5 separate regions of the Mus musculus genome follow, and all the other regions are linked to region 3. The links are chromatin contacts, called in public ChIA-PET, HiChIP or PLAC-seq and promoter capture Hi-C maps. All regions are on one chromosome and are shown on one strand. Each heading gives the region's core, a stretch centred on a gene start, on an enhancer-like site or on the middle of the called end of the contact. The rest is flanking DNA. Distances are from core to core; before and after follow the strand shown.

The links. Promoter capture Hi-C pulls out the DNA fragments that hold promoters and counts their contacts. ChIA-PET counts read pairs in DNA pulled down with a chosen protein or histone mark. HiChIP or PLAC-seq counts read pairs in DNA pulled down with a chosen protein or histone mark.
Region 1: a FOXA1 HiChIP or PLAC-seq map of pancreatic cancer cells shows a contact between it and region 3. The contact joins the enhancer-like site here to the promoter of Fam221a in region 3. A contact is called at or near these places in 2 of 39 promoter capture datasets (embryonic stem cells and stem cell-derived epiblast-like cells) and 2 of 115 datasets of contacts at active chromatin or transcription factors (embryonic limb bud and pancreatic cancer cells).
Region 2: a contact with region 3 is called in a promoter capture Hi-C map of stem cell-derived epiblast-like cells, with 5 times the contacts expected there. The contact joins the promoter of Tmem176a here to the promoter of Fam221a in region 3. A contact is called at or near these places in 5 of 39 promoter capture datasets (the C10 cell line, the HPC-7 cell line, embryonic stem cells and 1 more), 4 of 484 Hi-C or Micro-C datasets (embryonic stem cells and muscle stem cells), 1 of 115 datasets of contacts at active chromatin or transcription factors (pancreatic cancer cells) and 1 of 9 other capture datasets (embryonic stem cells).
Region 4: a contact with region 3 is called in an RNA polymerase II ChIA-PET map of memory CD8 T cells, with 9 read pairs. The contact joins the promoter of Gimap3 here to the promoter of Fam221a in region 3. A contact is called at or near these places in 2 of 115 datasets of contacts at active chromatin or transcription factors (embryonic forebrain and memory CD8 T cells) and 1 of 9 other capture datasets (pancreatic islet).
Region 5: an RNA polymerase II ChIA-PET map of memory CD8 T cells shows a contact between it and region 3, with 12 read pairs. The contact joins the promoter of Gimap4 here to the promoter of Fam221a in region 3.

What each region holds. Positions count from the first base shown.
Region 1 is chr6:48,823,822-48,827,613 of GRCm38.p6, reverse strand. No RefSeq gene overlaps it. Among named protein-coding and RNA genes, the nearest start is that of Tmem176b, 16 kb to the left of the region's middle. Within about 2 kb of position 2,418, at least 31 of the 459 cell types and tissues checked have an H3K27ac peak or open chromatin away from gene starts, as enhancers often do. A contact at or near this core is called in pancreatic cancer cells, where this site is marked.
Region 2 is chr6:48,838,744-48,842,831 of GRCm38.p6, reverse strand. Tmem176a (transmembrane protein 176A) reads right to left here and starts at 1,349. Exons shown (of 7, transcript NM_025326.4): 1 at 1,243-1,349; 2 at 431-628; 3 at 133-243. The coding sequence starts at 625. Tmem176b (transmembrane protein 176B) reads left to right here and starts at 1,458. Exons shown (of 7, transcript NM_001164207.1): 1 at 1,458-1,836.
Region 3 is chr6:49,365,084-49,369,211 of GRCm38.p6, reverse strand. It overlaps Fam221a (family with sequence similarity 221, member A), which reads right to left and starts at 1,473. Exons shown (of 7, transcript NM_172727.3): 1 at 1,239-1,473. The coding sequence starts at 1,303.
Region 4 is chr6:48,769,216-48,773,098 of GRCm38.p6, reverse strand. It overlaps Gimap3 (GTPase, IMAP family member 3), which reads left to right and starts at 2,248. Exons shown (of 5, transcript NM_031247.3): 1 at 2,248-2,457.
Region 5 is chr6:48,682,269-48,686,099 of GRCm38.p6, reverse strand. It overlaps Gimap4 (GTPase, IMAP family member 4), which reads right to left and starts at 1,522. Exons shown (of 3, transcript NM_174990.4): 1 at 1,477-1,522.

The DNA.
Region 1 (3,792 bases), core at 1,169-3,668, 540 kb after region 3:
CATTACTTTTCCTCCATTACTTGGTCCTTGGACATTTCTCTGAAAGGCTGCAGGTTCAAGGCAATATATATATATATATATATATATATTACTTTGATTATATTCACCCCATTAGCCTCTCTTGTTCTCTCTCCCCTCTCCTGCTTGCCCTTTTCCTTCTCCATAATAGTGTTGTTTCTCCAACTATGTCAAATATATAGACATGTATTTATACATACATACATACATACATACATACATATATATTCAAGTACATAAGATCTAGATCCTGCATATGAGAAAATGCATGTGGTATTTTTCTTTTCCTCCATTACTCTCCTTGTACATTATTCTTTCTTCCTTGTCCTCCACTTAGGTGTCTTTAGCTGTGTGACTTATTTCTGGGCCCTCTAGTCTATTCTATTGGTTTGTCTACCTGCTTTTTTATTTTTTTTGCCAGTACTATGATATTCTTGTCAATATTCTTCTCAAATGTCTCTGTATTATAACTTGAAATTGGGTATGATGATAACTACAGCCTTACTTTTATTCTTGTTGAGGATTGCTTTGACTGTATAGGTCTTCTGTGGAGTCTTGAATGTAAACCACTCCGGCCACTATGGGAATCAATAAAAATTCTTTGAAAAAAATTTAAACTGAAATTATTATATAACTCAGCTCTCTCAGCTATACGGATCATATATATGGCTAAGGGTCCATAAGTCAATGTCCCAAAGATATATTTGTACATTTATGTTTATTACAGCACTGTCACAGTTGCCAAGTTTTGGAATCAGCCTGGACATCTATGGATAAAGAAAGTGTGATGCAAATGTATGCTAAAATTGTTATTATTATCATTCAGGGAACAATGGAGTTTTATTTGACCATATAGAAGAATTAAAGAATGTTTGCATTGTTCTTGCTTTTCTGAGACTTTTGAGTTGCATCGTTAGGTATTGGTGACATCATCTCTGATTATATTTTAACTGTAAAAGTTCTTTTATTTTAATTTATTCATTGGTAATTTCATATGTGAATACAATGTATTTAGAGTGTATCCATCCCTTGCCCTCCCTCCAAGTCTATGACTTTAAAATGCAAACACTCATAGCTGTGTTCTTCCACTTTAGAACTGTCTTTCCTCCAGCCGGCAGGACGGCACAGAAGATAAAGATGCTTGCCACATAAGCCTGGTGACCTGCGTTTGGTCCCTGGAACTCACAGAAAGATGGAAGGAGAGACAACAGACATCTCCACCACGCTGTCTGACTTCCACACTCGTGCTGTGTCGCCTCCTGATCTCTGCACATGTAATGAGGGCAAGCTTTCAAGAGGAGCTGCTTTTCGTTTTCATTTTATTCTAGAGTTTTTAATTTTCCTTTTTGATTTTTTTGAATGAACCTTTGACCACTTAAGAGTGTACTGTTTAGCATCCATATGTTTGTACAGTTTTGTTGTTTCTCTTGCTATTGATTTTTTATTTTTATTTTATGTGATATGATATTTTCATATTTGTGAGACTTGTTTTGTGATTTAAATGTGGTCCACTTGAGGGATAATTATATGGACTGCTGAGAATAATGTATATTCTACAGTTATTGTATAGAATACAATAGAATTATGTAGATGTCTGTTAAATTTGTTTGATCTATGGTAGAGTATAATTCAGAAATTTCTCTGATTTTTTTAACCCAGATGACCTATATACTGATGAGAATAGGTTTTTTTCACTCATTTGTTGTTATTGGACCATCTGCCCCTTTATATCTGGTAGTGTTTGCTTTGTGAAGTTGGCTGCACCAATGTTCAGTGCACCTATGCTTATAGCAATAATTATATCTTGATGAGTATGTCCCTTAATTAATATAGGGCGGGTTAATTTTCTTTTCTGAAAATGTGTCCATAATTATTTCTATTTGTCAGGAGCTTCTACTTTAGTATTTTCTATTTGGTATTTTCACTTCTAACCCTTCCTTTTCAGTATGTCCTTGCCAGTAAGTTCCAAATTTTGCAGACAGTGAAAAGCTGATCTGGTCTTTAAATCCAGTCCTAAAGCTGAAAAGATGATACACATAGCACAGAAGTCGCGGAGGGGAGCGTGGATGGTGGCATGTGGGATACTGCAATGGGAAGATGGAGCACAGCAGAGCATGAGTGAGATAGGACAATTGGGTACCCACGGTGCCCCACATCCTCCTTTTGCCACTGTCTTGTGTCAGGGGCATGGCCCCAGAGTCAAATGCAGGGGCATGTAGCCAAATAAAGCTTCCAGGAATTGAGGACATTTTGTTCTCATGAAAAACAGCTTTGGATGTCTCTTATTTCCATTCCTTTGAGACTTGGGGTAAGCTGGAGTGTATGGAACTGGGGGTGGGGTGAGAGAGATTCGTGTGGAGCTGTGAGCTGGAGCGATGAGGCAATCAACAAGGATCCCTGTGGCAATGTAGGGCAAACACTGGCGGGACTTTGGACCTTAATCGTGGGGAAAGGGAAGCGGTTAGAGCAGTACAAACTTTACTTGATACATTTTTTAAAAGAACGTGAAATCGGGGTGGTGGGGGGAGGAGAGTGGGGAGAACTGGGGAGGGGTTCAAGATCATTTGGCCCTGGTTGTTTGTTTTTTGTTTTTGCTTTGTCAGACAGACTAAATTCAAGGACTGGACAGTAGCCTAAACCAGTAAAAGTTCAGAGAGGACCACCAGGCAACTCTCTGCCCAAGGTGACAGGAAAAAAAAAAAAAAAAAAGACAACACAGAGAGAAAAACAGGTTGGCCACAGCTCAGCCTTCCTCTTTCATGGCCGTGTCTGGACCGGTGACCACCTCCACCTCCGCTTCGAGCATTGGTGCCCTGATTGGCTGAGACTCGTGTACTCACCTTAAGACTCTACTCACAAGTTAGGTCAGGGAATCCATCTCTATATTAAGCTACAGTGTGCCACTGACAGAGGCAAATTTAATTTACTTTACAGGTTTGTACATATAAACCCGGCAGTTGACAGTAAACTTCAATAGTGACAGCACATGTCTGCCTTCTGTACAGCAATGCTATCAGAGGCCAGTGGGAGGCAATCTCCAAATATTTGTTGGGTAAATAAATAAACAGCATGAAATGTTTTGATTTAGTGTGTTTTGAGCCATCTGTATTTGCCAGTTTGTATCATGACCACCGTGACCTATCTGGGCAGTAACTGAATTTGGTGGAGCTCTTGAGCATCACCATAGAGAGGGAGAAGCACCTTGGTTGCTCTCCCACCGGCTTTGGTTGAGACTTAAAAAACGGGGAAAGCTTTATGAACCACTGAGTGGGCATTAGTATAGAATTTCAAAACAGATGGCCTCAGCAGCCACGCCTACTTTCTATTAGCAGCCCTAGATTCATCAGAGACCTCTTTCATTTCTGACAGGCTAAATGTCTTCAGATCCAGGAATAAAGCATGTGGCTCAGACTTACCTATACTGCAGATCATATACCCTGGCGTGTGGCTTCAGGCATAGGCACACAGCCTGACTTAGTCATGTCAGCACACCTATGGCTTCTGGGTCACAGATTCAGCAAAGGCTGCACTTGAAGCCTGAGGCTGCGATGTAGGGTCTATGGTTGCTCTTTGCTGTCCCACGCCTGCCTGGGGCTGCCAAAGATCACCCTGAGCTTGAAGATGAAGACCACGAGCTGAAATCAGACCCTAGAGGGGAAAATTTCTCCTGTAGTTGTTCTCCCAGGTGCTGAGCTGACCCAAGCCTGAATCCCCCTGCTGTTGAACAAGTCCTGATTCTTACACAAGATGTTAGACTCACTAGGGTGCAGTAAC
Region 2 (4,088 bases), core at 100-2,599, 530 kb after region 3:
CTTACTTAATTCAGGTCTTGTTTGGCTACATACTCTGGGGTGCCACATCAATGGTGGTGGTGGAAGGGAAGCAAAGGGACCGCCATCCCTGTGCTCTCAGACAGCCCTGGACCTTCATGATGCCACACTCACCACGATCCCAGTCCAGAAGGGGGCGCCTTCGGAATACATGGCTAAATAATGGCCTATGTAGAGGGTTCCACCCAGAACCACACTCAGAGCCCCCAGCACAGTCTGCACCACCTGGAAGAGAGAGGACTTGAAACACAGCTCTCCAGCAGCAGGGCTACCTGTTAGCTGCAACTGTCTGTACACACAGACAAAATCAACTCAATGTCTTAGGAGGACAGATGTATAGAGGAGGCCAGAGGAAAATATGGCCCAAATGAGGGTCCCTCCCTGGGCCCATCAAGCACGTAGCTACTCTCACCCAGGAGGCCACCAGCACTCTGCTGCTGCCCTGGCTCTGGGTGGAAGCGGATGCTGGAATCCTTAGCAATGAGCATCCGGCCAGCAGAAGTTTGGCCAGAGCAGACTCCTGGTGGATGTGCACATCAATGTGGGTGGGTTGTGGAGCCTCAGGGTCCACCTTGCCGACGACTGCAGTCTCCATGTCTGTGGACATCGTCTGTGAGGGAGAAAAGGAAAAGCAGGAAGAAATATTTGGCAGATGTTTCAGAGGCGGCTTGGAGTTGGGGGCTAACAGAGACACAGAATGGCTGCCCCTGGCTGTGGAGCTGTATCTTCAGCTCTTTTGGAGGGTTGTCTGTCAGGGAAGCCTGATGCTGGAGTACCCGCTTCACCCCACATTTGCTTTGTGCCCCACTGCCATGGTCTTCAGGAGCCTGATGTTTGGATCAAGCAGAACGCACACAACCTATCTCTTCACCCAACCTCTGATTGGATCTCTTCTCCCCAGCATTTTCTGAATCCAGGTCAGAGGCCAAGCCCCTTAAACAGTGTCCCCCTCTAACTGCCCCATAAGCTTCTGTTGCAATTATCTCTTCCCTACCAGGGTCCCAGGGACCACCTCACCCAGACGCCACCATCTCCTTGGATGAACGACAAGCACTGACTGACCCTGTCCCCACAGAATTGAGTGGTAGAGATGGAGGCCATACCTGTCCCTGGAGGCACACCCCAGTGTGTCCACTCCCCTAGCAAGCTCGCAGGGCGTCAGACTGGATGGATCTGGATGGACTGGGAAACGAGCTATGCTAAAGTGATGGTGGGCTGTCTTACCTGATTCCTCTGGGACCGGGGAAGTGTGCAGCAGGGAAGGCCAGAGCTCACACAGAGGCGCTGGCAGTAGTTGAGAACTTCAGCCCTGGCAGGAGGAAGAACCTGGGTGGGAGCCAGAAGGGGAGGGGGAATGGGCAGACCTCAACACTTCCTGGCAGGCAGCTGGGACTGAGGGCCCCTTTAGGGGTTTTCCAGCAGGCAGCTCCTCACTGGGCACTGGAGAGCTGGAGAAGGTGGGCGAGGTAAGAGCTGGGGTTGGCACTGATTGTTCCTGTGGAATCCTTTGATTGCACAGTGCTCTCTCTCCCAGTCAGGGATAGAGCTTTCTGAGCAGGTGCTGGCCTGTGCCACCTTGGGTGTATGAGTGTATCTGTGTCACCTGTATCCCTGCTCCAGCAGGCCTGATCATCTACTCCTGATGGACCCCCCTCAAGTGGGGCCCTTTCCTGTCAGCTACTTGCTGGCAAACTGAGAGACTCCATGTCAGGCCCCATCCCTCCACCCCCTTCTTGCTCTCCTCTCTCTGGGGTCAGCTTTAAGCCAGCTCCTCCCAGACCTCTCAGTTCCAGCCCCACCCATCGCAGAGGACAGCAGGTGAGACAGGACCCTTCACGGCCCCTTGGTAGCCCCCTTTTGAAGCATAGGGTTCCTTCTTCTCTGGAAGAGTCTCCAAGTCTACTCCTCAAGCTCCATCTTGGCTCAGGATGCTTCTCCTTCCTTCTATCTCTGCTTTCCTGTAGGACTCTGGGGAGGGAGGGATGTGTTGGACAGAGGATGTGACTCTGGAAACAGGGCTGAGGCTGGGGAGGTCAGAGTCTGGCTTTACCTTCCATAGTTATCAGTGCCTCACGCCTGCGTTCTAAGAGCAGGGCCTTTGAGACCACGCAGAGGTGGGACAGCTGTGGGGACACGGGGTGTTCTTTTTCTTTGTTTCTGAACACTGGGAGGAGGGATATCAGAGAGCCACTATCTGGAGCGGTGCCAGAAGTGGTGAGAGGCTTCTTGGTGCCTAGGGCTTTAGTTCCTGCTCTGCAGAGGAAGCAGAGGGATTCTGGGTGGCCAGGGCAGGGATAGCACTGGGGGTCTAGAGGGGGCCAGCACCCAGACAACTGAGACTTTATTCCTGGAACCTCAAGGGAAGGTGTGAACCTGAGGCCTTCATTTGTGTTTCTCTTCGTCCCTCCTGAAAAGTTGTCAGACTCCTGTGCTTTCGGCTCTGAGGTGCACGGGTGAGTGGAAGGTGCTCCGTGGCGTGGGGGAGAACATGAAGGGATGCAAAGGGAAGTGACTGGAGTGGCCGTCAATATCCAGTCAGAACTGATGCTTAACCAGACTGCCCAGGAGAGCCACTGGGCAGAACTTCTTTTGGACAGAGGCAAGCCATCAGAGGGGCTAAATGGTTGTTATAAGCCCATAACAGGAGACAGTGGGAAGCTGTGTTAAGCTCTGTGCTGATTAGAATGGAGGCCACGCTGAGGAAGTAATCAGGCAGAATATGAAGACCTCATGGGCCTGCCTGAGGCCCTATGGAAACTCGGAACAGTGGTTTTATTCAGTGGGAGAAAAGTAATATATACCACAGACCACAGTAGAAACTGTTTTTCAGAAATTAATACCTGGACCAGCACCATAGGTCCTTGCCTCTGTATCTACCAAATTATGATATACAGTCCAAAGATCAACATCTTTTTTAAAATTACTGCATGTTTGTAATTTAAACATGCCTGTTCATGTGGGTGTGTGACTAGGGGTGCATATTGCCGGTCGTAATTTTCAGATATAAAAGAACTTCTATGAAAAAAATCAGGACATGTGAGGAGGAGGAACTCACAAAAGCATAAACTAAAAAATGCCTTTCAAAACAAATAGCCAGCCAGCCACTGAAACGGTGAGAGAACCAAGCTGGAGAGCCAGGGAAGAGGCTTTATGTGGGGAGAGTCCTGGGGAATCGTTATTTTTATTTTTCAGACAGGATCTCATTGTGTATACCTGGCTGACCCAGAACTTGCTATGTAGTCCAGGCTATCCTCCAACTCACAGAAATCTACCTGCCTCTGCCTCCAGGGTGTTGTGTTTAAAGGTGTGTGCCACCACACATGGAGGGAACTTTTTACAATACACACATTCCTATGCCTTGATTGTAGCTGTGTTTGGATGAAGATAGACATTTGTCAGACTTCAAGATAAGCATTGAAAATGGAGCAAGTGTTTGCATTAAATGAAAACCTACAATAGAATGTGATATCTCTTAGGTAAGAAAGCAGAAGTAGCTGGCACACTCCATGGAGGTTGGGGGAAAGCCGCTCCATTCTTGGATGAAACGCCTATGTGGTCATTGCTACCACATCTGCTGGGGGCGGGGGGGGGGGTGTCACTGACAACAGCCACTAAAATGCATTATTCTTTCCACCCTGGTTGTCATACAAAGGGGTTGGAAATAACCTGCGTGCCTGTCAATAGGATACTCTTTCAATATTATGACACACACACACACATAGGGGTACTATGCAGTCATACAAATGGAAGCTTTGGATAGACTGGTGTTTTGTGTGTCTCTGTGTGTGTGTGTAAACTCAGGTTCCTTTTCGTCCCACTGAGTGAGACCAAGCCAAGCTATGTTAGGCAGCCTTATGTTACTGTGAATAAAGCAACTTGAAGGAGGGTTGATTTATAGGTTTGTTGGCATGGATTGCTGTTTTTGATGTTTTGAGCTGAGATAAGGCCATTGCTCTGGGCCGCAGGCAAGGCAAACACAAAGGAAGAGGGACTGTGTCCTAGAGGCTGCTTGCCTCAAGGTGGTAAGGAAAGAAAGACAGAGGGAAGAGGGGAGAGAGAGGAGGGAGGAA
Region 3 (4,128 bases), core at 224-2,723:
AGTCATACAGAAATAGAAAATCTCAAATGAGGGCTGGAGAGTTGGTTCAGTCATTAAGAGCACTGACTGGTCTTCTAGAGGTCCTGAGTTCAATTCCCAGCAACCACATGGTGGCTCACAACCATCTGTAATGGGATCTGATGCCCTCTGCTGGTGTGTCTGAAGACAGGTACAGTGTACTCATATACAAAAAATAAATAATTCCTTTTTAAAAAGAATTTTTAAAAAAATAAGAAAATTTCAACTGAGAAAAAATGACACACATACACACTAGACTGGCCTGTGGGCAAGCCTGTGGCAGGACCTCTGATTGATGTAGGAGGGCCCAGCTCACTATTACTATGCTATTAGCAAACAGGCCGAGCAAGCCATGAACAGCAAAGCAATGAGCAGCACCCTCCAGGGGCACTGCATTAGCCCCTGGCCTGGCCTCCCTGGATCATGGCCTACAAGCTATACACTGAAATAAACCCTTTCCTCCTAAGTTGCTTTTGATCAGTGTTTCAATAGAGCAATAGAAACCTAACTAAGACAGACTGATCAAGCTGTTCCATCTCACATTTCCTGTTCAGAATCTTCAGAAAGTTCTAAGCATTACCCAAAACTACACTATTGGGGCAATATGCTGGGAAACCCAACTGCCTGGACACCCCACGAATGACTTGGGGGAAGCTCTATACATCTGGCTTTTCCTTTGTGCACACACATTCTCCAAGTCGTCTGTAACCTCTATTCTCCCAGTTTCCCAGCTGTCAAGAAGAAACCCCTCCTAGGCTATGGGAATTGGGGGCAGATGTGTGTGGAGCCAAAGGAGCAAGCAGCTGTGTTCCCTGCTTCCAGAGAGGAGTCTCGGAAGCTAAGTCCAAAAACCATCTCCCTTGGTTTGGGAGAGCACTGAATTGATGTATAAACTGACATCTACTAACTTTTATAGACCCAATATGTAAATCAATTGTCACTAAGAGAAACAAAAAGGGATCCATTTTAAAAGTAGTTAATCATCCCTTTTGGCAAAGGAGACTCTCAAGTGGTCTCCGAAGAGATTCATTATAGAATAGAATTGTGTGTCTGCAAATTTAATTACAGAGGATGAAATGTGAAATTAATCCAGGCCTCCCGAACAGACTCCCAGAGCGCTAGTACGTTCGTCCGCTGGGTCCGGGTTCGTCCCACCGTGCTCGGACGGACAAGAGTCCGTGAACAGGAGCCCGCCCCGCGGAGCAGAGTTAAGGCCTCACCTCCGGTACTCCAAGTACTCGTCCACTGCCTCCGCACCACCAGGAGGCAACGTCAGCCGCTCCATGGCCGCGGGAAGCGAAAGGAGCCCTTGCCTCGAGCTCTTGAGTCCGCCCTGCAGCTGCCAGGCAGGATCCACCAGACCTGCGCGAGTAACAAACAGCCTTGCCGCCAGAAACTGCCCGGTCCCGCCCCCTTAGCCCCGCCCCGTCCTGGGCCCCGCCCCTCTGTTTCACCCGCTTAGTCCCGCCCTTGTCCCCCTCAGCTCCCGTCCTCTCCCCGCAGCTCCTCCCCAATCAATCTTCCCCCTCCTCTGGGCTCCGCCCCACTTAGCTCCGCCCTCATCCTTACCTCTCCCCAGCTCCCGCTCTACCCTAGCATCCGGCCTGTCCTAGCGCCCCTCTTCTTCCTTGTGCCACGCCCCTTGGCCAAGCCCCGCTTTGCCCCGCCCCTCTTGCTGCTCCAGGCCAAACGTCTCCACCAACCCTCGTGATTGCTTCCGTGGCCCACAGTCTACCTGGCGATCCTCTAAGGGTCCTTGAGCTTAATTTAGCTTGAGCTTCGCCACCCTACCGCTACCTGAGCCCTACAAATTGGCTTCTCCTGCATAGCCCAAGGCTGCAAAACAGATGCTGTTTGCCCACTTCAAACTTCGTGCTCTTCACTGCTTCATTCCCAGAGTCTCCTTAAGAATAAGTGCAGTGCCAGGATACAATGGGTTCTCAAAACAGGGTTTATATACCTCTTCCCATTTAATCAATCTCTCGAAATGTACGTAGTCTTGGAGAATTGGCCACTTGGAGCGGTAGCTAAGAGTGCTTGCTGTGCGATCATAAGTACCAGAGTTCAGATCCCAGCACCCACATAAAGAACCAGGCATCTCAGACTCTTAATACCCCAGTTTCAAGGTAGGTGGAGACAGAAAAATCAATGAGGTTTGCTGGCTTTCAGCCTAGACAAGAAAATCCCAACCCTGGGTTCAGGGAGAGACTACATGAAAGGATTAAATGGAGCATGATAGAGGAAGACACCCAACCCTTTCCTCTTGCCCACTGGCCTCAGAGCTTGTTTACACTGCTGCACGCACCCATTCACAATCACACACTTCGAATCAGTACATCTCTGAAGTGTGGGGGAGGGGTGTCAACGTCCATGTTTTCAGTATTACGGTTGAGGCTGAGAACTGAGCATAGAAGCTTAGTTGGACAGCATGAGTTTAGCATACTGAGACCCTGGGTTCAAGTCTCGATGCCACTGGAAAATAATAAAATATAAAACCAGCAATCCTGAGTACCAGTGCAAGTGACAAGGAAAAAAAAATGTTCTCCAAAGAAAATAACAGGTTAAGGAAGAACAAGCAGAAACAATTCAGCCAAGTTCTTGCCTTCCGGGTAGGAGCACAAAGCCTTTGAGCTGCTAGGTAAGCTCTGTACTGCCAAACTATACACCTGACTCCAAGATAAGTCTGTTTCAACATTTAAAAAGAATCTCCACGCATTTTATATAAAAATGGAATTATCATCCGTTAGTAATTTAGCTATAAGTTGTTCTGGCAAGCTGAAAAGGAGTAAGAAATTAACCGTTACTCAGGAGAAAAGAATTCTCAAACATTGTAGCTCTCTATGGACCAAATTTCTCATCCTTTAATCTTCTTGTTTAACAGATAATTGGATTTTTAGAGATTCAAGGTTCACAGCAACTCGAATGCAGCAGGTCAGCTGTGGCTGTTTTCCAACAGTGTGTTTCTACTTCAGGGCTCTGCCAACTGAGCCGTATCCCTGGCCTGGTCAGGGTGGGATGGTTTTGAGAGGTCTCACCCGCTATATGATCCTGGCTAATTTAGAACTCACCATGCGGTCAAGTCTGTTTTCACACTTGGGCTTCTCCTGCCTCTGCTTCCAAATGCCTGGATAAGTAAGGGATGTTCTTAGTGTTAAACTTCTTAAAGTTCTTATTGTTATTAGCCCGTCATTCAAAATCCTTTTTAAAAGTGTTTTAATTAGCATACAAAGTGTTGAATTTCCATAAGTCTTTCCATATGTGAGTAGTTTCTGCTAACTCACCCCTGCCCCTGCCCTCACCCCTTAGCTCCCAGTATTGCCCTCTTCTGTCAAATTGCATGTGCTCTACTCTTCCCTCCCCACACTGAGGCCTCTTTCCCTCCCCTCTTGTGGGACCTTTCTGGCTTACTGACCTCTATAGACACTCCATTTTAGGTACATAAGTACAAAGTTTGAAACTCAGATCCACGTTGAGAAAAAAGATGTGGCATTTGTCTTTCGGGGCCTGGGTTCCCTCACTTCGTACAATATTTTGCTGTTCATATTACCTGAAAGTTTTGTTTTTCTTTCCAGCTGAATAAAACCCCATTATGTATGCACACCACATTTCCATTATCCATGCAACAGTTGGTGTATTTTGACCCTAGTTCCTAGTTACTTTGAATAAAAACACAGTAAATAAATATGGTAAAAGTTTTGTTTTTCTTTCCAGCTGAATAAAATCCCATTGTGTATGCACACCACATTTCCATTATCCATGCAACAGTTGGTGTATTTTGACCCTAGTTCCTAGTTACTTTGAATAAAAACACAGTAAATAAATATGGGTGTGCACGTGTATCTATGGTAAGATATGGAATTCTTAGGATATATGGCCAGAAATGGTATAGCTGGGGCATATAGTAGTTCTAGTTTCAGCTTTTTGAGAAACTTCCACACTACCATTTGTCATATTGCACCAGGCTACACTCTCACCAACAGTGGAGAAAGGTTCCTCTCTCCCCATGTCCTTGCCAGTCCTTATGTTTGGTTTTCTTGATGAGTAGCCATGCTGGATGGGTGGAGTGAAATCTCTAAACTGGCTAAGAGGGTGGGGCATGCTGCACAGTGG
Region 4 (3,883 bases), core at 999-3,498, 600 kb after region 3:
TGGTGTTTGACATCCTGTGGGTCCTGACAAGTGGGTGATAACAGCAACCCACAGGTCAGATAGAATATCTCATTAGCATAGATTCCTCTGACTTCACTGTTCATTTCTCCCTCTACTTCCCCAAGTCCCTGACCACAGGTGATCTTCACAGTTGTCCTTTCCAGCATGCGACAGAGCTGTGGCTATACAGCACAGAGCCCTGCCAGATCAGCTTCTTTCACGTAGCAGCATGTATATACGTTCCCTCTGAGGCTCCATGTGTCCTGCTAACGCATCTCTTTGTAGTTCCCATTGCCCGGGTGTGTCACACCCACCTACTAAAGTGTATCTGAGTTGTCTCTGCATTTGGATGGGCTTTGTGAACAAATCTGCCATAGGCATTCGTGTTTGGACTCTCGTGTGGGTACAGCAGCATGGTTTTAAACAAGGTGATGAGAAAGGAGGGCTCTCTAGAGTAGCAAGTCAAAAGGAAAGCATTTGTTGAGGCTGAGAGGCGACGGTTAGCCTTCAGTGAGTAAGAACTTTTTATGTGCAAGCATGAGAACCTAAGTTGGAATCCCCAGCATCCAAATAAAAATCTGGGCATGACTGCTTGTGCCTGTAATCTCAGCATCGGGCGCAAAGTGGCAGGTCCTAGAGCTCCTGGCAGTCAACCTAGTAGAAATCAAGAATTCACTGAGAGATCCTATTTCAAGGCAATAGGGTATCGCAGTAATAGAAGACACCTTCAGTCAGTCTTCTGGCTTTCCTGTGTTCACTCAGGAGCATGTGCACGTGCGAGCTCAGGCACATCAAAAATAAACAAACAACTCCCCCAAACCACTGTTCAATATTTCCAGACTGGGCAAAACAGAACACAGCAAACCAGCAGGTAACCAGCAGGGGGCAGTGTTTGCAAGACGTCGACGCCAGTTCCCACTCCCTTCCTACAGTTTTGAGCCTCAGGCTCTTGTTCTCATTGGCTGCAGTCTGGCTTCCTTTCCTGCTGACCGTCCCTTCACAGCAGGATGCACCTTCCCTTTGGAGGCGTGGACCAGAAAGCTGCAGTGAGAAAAGGTTCCAAACAATCCCTGAGTTCTGTGAGGAAGAAATCACACTGCAGGAGCTGAGGTGGATTCAGGAACCCACAAGAGCATACATGTCAATTAAAACAACAAAACAAAACAACAGCCAGGCAGTGGTGGCTCACACCTTTAATCCCAGCACTTGGGAGGCAGAGGCAGGCAGATAGTTCTGAGTTCAAGGCCAGCCTGGTCTACAGACCGGGACAGCCAGGGCTACACAGAGAAACCCTGTCTCGAAAAAAACCAACAAACAAAACAAAACAAAAAGCTAAGGATATGAACATGCAGGTTATAGGAACAACATCTATATTCATTTCACCCAAATAGATCCCATATCCCACTCTCCTCCTTGAACATTCTTTTGTTTAAAAAAAAAAAAAAATCACCCAAACTTGGGATTGGAGGGATGGCTCAGTAGTTAAGGAGCCTTACAAGTGTTAATAGTTCCAGATCCAGGGGATCCAGCAGCCTCTCCTGGCTTCTGCAAGCACCAGGCATGTGCAGAGGGCACTTGCATACATGTAGGCAAAACACTCATACGCGGAAAAGAACAGCAAGTGAATAAAAAAGTGATCTGAACTCAAACACACGGCTAAGTGGAACTCCTCCAGGGAGGAGACCTGGCTCACTCCGGATCCTGAGTCCTGCAGGGCAGCAGGCAGAGGCACAGGGACTTGGGATTCCACTAAGTGCTGTTGCTTTGCCTAAACCATACTATAGACTGGGTAGCTAGCTTCATGGCTTCTGTGGAGACAAGGTCTGCCCAGGTGAGAAAACCTAAGCCTTGTTCTCCCATACTCTCCCTAGAAGCCAGGGTACCTTAGCCAGGCTCAAGCATGATAGCTATTGATCTGTCCAGTGGGCCCTGGAGAGAGCCACTTTAGGCTCAACTGCCACCTCAAATTCCATCTAAGAAGCTACCTCCGGATGGCAGAGGTAAACAGCAGAGCAGAAGAGATGCATGCTGTCTGCCTGGTGAGGAGGAGCAGAAGCTAGAGTCTTGGGTTGCCCATGCTTTTAGACTTCTAGATTCTCTTAGGCCCATAGAGAATACTTTGTACACAAACATCTCAGTGGTGTGGCCGATGAGGGTGGAGCAGGAAGCAGAACTTTTTTTTTTTTTTTAAATCAACCTTTTCCACTGGCTGCCTTCTTCAGTGGCCCTCAGAGCACCCCTTTTCAGAGAAACTCATGTACATCACCCTTTCCCACCCCTCAGGAGACACCGTCTTCCTCCCCCTGGAAGACAGATCTTGTGAGCTGGCCTTCACCTCTTGTAGCTCTTGTACTTTTACGAAAGACTACAAACCAATGTGAGAGGCTGCCTAGGCCTGGAAGGTAGCTCCACAGTGGCTATAGATCTTGAATGGAAAGATCCTCAGGAACTCACCAGGTAACAGGGATCTTGTGGTGTGTGTGTGTGTGTGTGTGTGTGTGTGTGTGTGTGTGTGTGGTGTTCTTCTATCCTGCTCACCCTTAAATCTACCAGTAACAATTAGTGTCAACCTGAAGGGAAAGACAACTGATCTTTTTTCATAGACTGTAGAGAAATTCCTGTTCCCCAGGGACTTTTAGTCTTGTCTGTGGAACATCAGTGAGTTTTCTCCCTCACAGAACAAGGCTAACACACCACTGAGGACTCAGGAGAGGTGGACTCTTAGACATTCTCCTTGCTTTCCAAGGGCGAAAGGGAGCAGACAAGCTTCTAAAGCAATTTCCCTAGAGCTGTCAGCCAGGCTTGTATTGAGTGTCTGGGAACCAGAGAGCAGCTGGAGGGGAACCAGTCTTTGGGACGGGGCATCAGACCGGGTTTTGTGAGCTGGGAAATTAGAGTTGTGGCAGGAAGATGGAACGTGGGCCCCATGGGTGATCTGAAGTTCATACACTACCCATCGTCCAGAAGGAACCCTAGCTGTCTGACTAGCATTCGCTTTATCCAGTCGGGGTCAGGACTCTATCAATGGATAAGAACAACCCCAGGCTCTTCCCCAGAGCCTTGGGTTCCTCGATGTTGGAGAGCAAAGGGACACCAGATGTCTTTTTCCATCACTGACTGTGGTCTGCACTCTCTGACTGGCTAAATTATCTATTGGCGTATCATCTCACTGAATCCAGTACTCACTGAGTGGCTGGACTGGCTATCTTATCTCCCCGTCCCCTGCAGGTTTAATTTTCTTTCTTTCCCATCACTTTTCTTTTTCTTGGTGAACATTCACAGTGCTGGGCAGGAGGGAATTTGTTTTGTTTTGTTTTGTTTTTCGAGACAGGGTTTCTCTGTGTAGCCCGGGCTGTCCTGGAACTCACTCTGTAGACCAGGCTGGCCTTCAACTCAGAAATCTGCCTGTCTCTGCCTCCCGAGTGCTGGGATTAAAGGTGTGCGTTCACTCAGGTTCATCTGTTCACAGAAAGCATTTGCTGTTTGTTTTGGATAAAGTAATACATTCTTTAAAGACCAGTCAAAGCAAACAGAATGAAGCTGCAGGCAGTAAAGCTTTTATTCCCGGAAAGGACCCCATGACCATTGCACACTGGTTTTCCCTCATAACAGCATGACACATTTTCCCCATTAGGACAGTTTGTTCTCAAGATGCTGTGGTGAAGGATATGGGAAAGAAAGAATGATATTATCAGTTTTCTCAAATGAGACCAAGATAATCTGCACAAGGCCAACACACAAGTCTGTGACCTTCTCACAGTGCTTCTAAGTGTGGCCTGCCCATGCCCTCTTCCAGTCTCTTCCAGTCCTGCATGAGGGAAGCACTGCCAGGGGAGGGCCTCTTAGATATGGGGAGCTCTTCCACTTTTGCTAGCTCCAAGGT
Region 5 (3,831 bases), core at 273-2,772, 680 kb after region 3:
AGGACCCTTGAAGCACTTTTATCTCCTATGCTTTCTCAGAATTTTCCCTTTCTGGGGGCACTGCTCCAGCCCATCCCCCAGCTGGGGCTGCTCTGCCTCTACTTCCTGAGATGCTCTCTCCAATGGCTCTCTCCTGCAGCAGTGCCAACCTGAGACTCCACTTTTGAGATCACTTGCTTTTGCTGTAACTGCACAGCAGCATTTCCTCATCGAAGACATGATTGTAACACGAAATCATTTTTTAGCATATGACTGTCTCCTCTTTGACTCTGTGACAGGAAACTTTCCAGGCACAGACACAGCACTGGACAAAGGGCGGGTCTCAATTTACTAAACAAGCAAATTGACCTTCTTGGGTCTTTACCTCTCTCTGCTTGGGGGTGGCCTGTGCCACCCAGCCATCCTTCCCTGTTAACCAAGACACAGTTATGTAGAAACACTCAGCTCATTTGAGTGTTTCCTCTACCTAATACACATGAACACATTTGAAAACTCTGGAGCCAACTACAATCAGGACAGGTTGGAATGCTCCTTGGTAAGGACAGAGTCCCCACACAGGGAGCCCTCAGATACAGATGTGAAGCAGAACTCTAGATGCTTCTTTTGAAAGAGGCTTTTTATGCCTGAAGGCCAGGTGGGTGGAAGACAGCTTCTCATAAACTAAAAAGAAACCACAAACTCACACAAAGCATTGGTTCTTAGCACAGACTTGATTTGGTGATTAGCAAGGAGGCCCAGTATCAATGGTAGAAAATTTCTCAAAACTTTCTCGGGGTCGGGGGAGACAGAGGGCACAGGGTGACAGAGGAGCTCTTTAGACTCTAATTCATCTGTAAAACCAGGACCTGTGTTTCTGTAGGTGCAGATTTCATTGACTAAGTCATCCCCGCTCTGCCTATGACCAAACGTCTACTACTGGCTTCAGAACAGTAGCCACAGTAAACATAACCTCCCTACTTAGACCTACCTGGAGGGAGCTCAGCTCTTCTAAGAACTCGGGGGGGAAATAGTTTCCCCAAGAGGCAGGTTCCCTAGGAAGCAGCTTACAGGAAAAAGATAAAGGCTAGTGCTAATCCCAACATTATGGCAGCTTGGGGGAGCTGTGCCAAGCTGAGCCTGTTAGGGATCCTCCGCATCCCTGCCTTCTTCCTGCCTGCTCTCTCCAAGCTAACTCAGTCATTCTCTTCCTGGAAGAGTCACATTTAAAAAAAAAATTTTTTTTTTTTGACCAGTGCAGGAATACTTTCCCTGTAGAAAAAGTGTCCTCCTCAAAGCAGCGAACCCTGAAGCACACAGGAATTTGTAGAACTCAGCCTTCAACTCGGACTACAGCCTAAAATTATCAGGCTGGAAACAGAAGCCAATGAATACAATTCCCAAGAGCAGGTCTGTCAGGAGGTTTACTAGACACAGCTAGTAGAGAGGCCCCTTCCTCACCAAATTCAACACCCACATCATCCATCCCTATTCTCTTACCTGAAAATCTGGGTCCTTTGACCTTCTCTGATTTCGAAACAATACTAAACACCAAGAAAACAGAGTAGCAGAGAGGAAGCGAGGGGGAGGAACTGTGGAAATAGGAGTGTGCAAGGGACCCACCCATCTTCCTAGCAAGCTGCACTGCAGAACGTTCTGCAGTCCTCTTGTTCTGTGTCATCTCATGTGGTACCCATGGGCTGCTGGTAGCTACTTAGCACTTGGAATGTGATAAATCAATAGTCACGTTTTTTCACCACCAGGACTTTAGTTGACTGCAATATGGTCCATCATAGTAAATAACGGTCAGTCAGCTCTTGTTTGGCAGAACAATCTGTAAATGTGAATGACAATGACTTGGCTGGCAGTGATATTGAATCTCCTGTATGTTTGTTTAAGAAATGAGAGAAAGGGGGCTGGTGAGATGGCTCAGTGGGTAAGAGTACCCGACTGCTCTTCCGAAGAACCGGAGTTCAAATCCCAGCAACCACATGGTGGCTCACAACCATCCGTAACGAGATCTGACTCCCTCTTCTGGAGTGTCTGAAGACAGCTACAGCATACTTACATATAATCAATCAATCAATCAATCAATCAATCAATAAAAAAGAAGAAGAAGCCACTAACTTCTGGGCAGCTGAGCTTAAAAAAAAAAAGAAAGAAATGAGAGAAAGAAATAATTGAGTAAGAGAGAAAGAGAGAGAAGAGAGCTCCTTGTTAATAGCATATAAATAGAATCTACTTTTTTTTTTTTAAAGATTTATTTATTTATTATATGTAAGTACACTGTAGCTGTCTTCAGACACTCCAGAAGAGGGAGTCAGATCTCGTTACAGATGGTTGTGAGCCACCATGTGGTTGCTGGGATTTGAACTCCGGACCTTCGGAAGAGCAGTCGGGTGCTCTTACCCACTGAGCCATCTCACCAGCCCCTAGAATCTACTTTTAATTTGGATATTTAGGTATTTTTACATGTCATATAATTCATGATACAGTTGGATTTAAATAGCACATCTATATCATATCTCCTCTCCTCAGGGGTCAGGGCTTATTACAGAAGAGGGGTGAAAAGACTGGAGTCATTGAACACTGCAGTGAAACACTATTTGCTGGATATGACAAGGTCATTTCACACAAAAATTTGCATGGACCAAAACCTCAGTGCTGATGGGGAAGGGCTCATGAACTCTTGCCCTATCTAAGGAGAGCTGTGGGCAATTGATTGCTGCTAGTGTTTGTGTGTGTGTGTGTGTGTGTGTGTGTGTGTGTGTGTGTGTGTGTGTGTGTGTGAGAGAGAGAGAGAGAGAGAGAGAGAAAGAGAGAGAAGTTGTGAAGTTTTTTTCTCAGGAGCACTGCCCCTAAGAGGTTACCCATTTGTTGGTAGATGATTCCACATCTCTGCACATATGGACAGCACTAAGTGGAGTTTAGATTTTTTTTCTTAAATGGGGGAGAGAGACAGAGACGACAAGAAGTTGGGAAGGAAAGGAGAGGCCTAGAGAAGGAATCAGAGGGGACAGACACTGGAGTGGAACTAATCCAAACACACTATGTGACTGTATACAATTCTTTAACAATACACAGTCACAGTCCTGCTACCAGATTTCTTCTTGTCCAACCTGTTCTTTCTCTCCTCTTCTCTATTATTCTGCCTACTTTGGGGCTGATTCTTGTGTAATTTCACTTTTATTTCCACTTGTTGATTTTTTTCAGGACCTCCCCCTCTCTCTCTCCCTCTCCCTCCTTCCCCTCCCCCCTCCCCTTGCCCCCTCCCCCTCCCTCTCCCCCTCCCCTCTCACTCCCCTCCACCTCTCTCTCTCTCTCTCTCTCTCTCTCTCTCTCTCTCTCTCTCTCTCTCTCTCTCTGTTTGCTTCAGGCTTCATGCCTACCTCTTCAACTTGGGACAGTCTCCTTTCAAATTCTATTCAATCTCTCCATCCACACACATACATATACATATATACACACACACACATATATACATATTAGAAGAACCTCATGTCCTCATATCTCCACACTGTTTTCGCATACTTGACATCCACACAGTTTATAAGCCCCAAGGAACCATCCGCTCTGGGGAGTTACTCAAGCAGAGATCAGCAGGAAAGAGCTTAGATTTTGGATCCCTAACACAACTAAAAATAAGAGTGATTGGCGGGGGAGTGAGTCAGATTACCAACCCTCCCACCAGGAAAATCTATTTATGAAGTGACTTTGATTTCCACGTTCATCTGTGAAATTTAGTAACTTGGCACAGAGTCACCAGGCAACCAGGTGGTTCTGAGAGAGGTCCTGGCAAACCTCAATTCTTCACCATGGGCCTTCTAAGCCTCCTCTCACCTTTCCATGTACTGC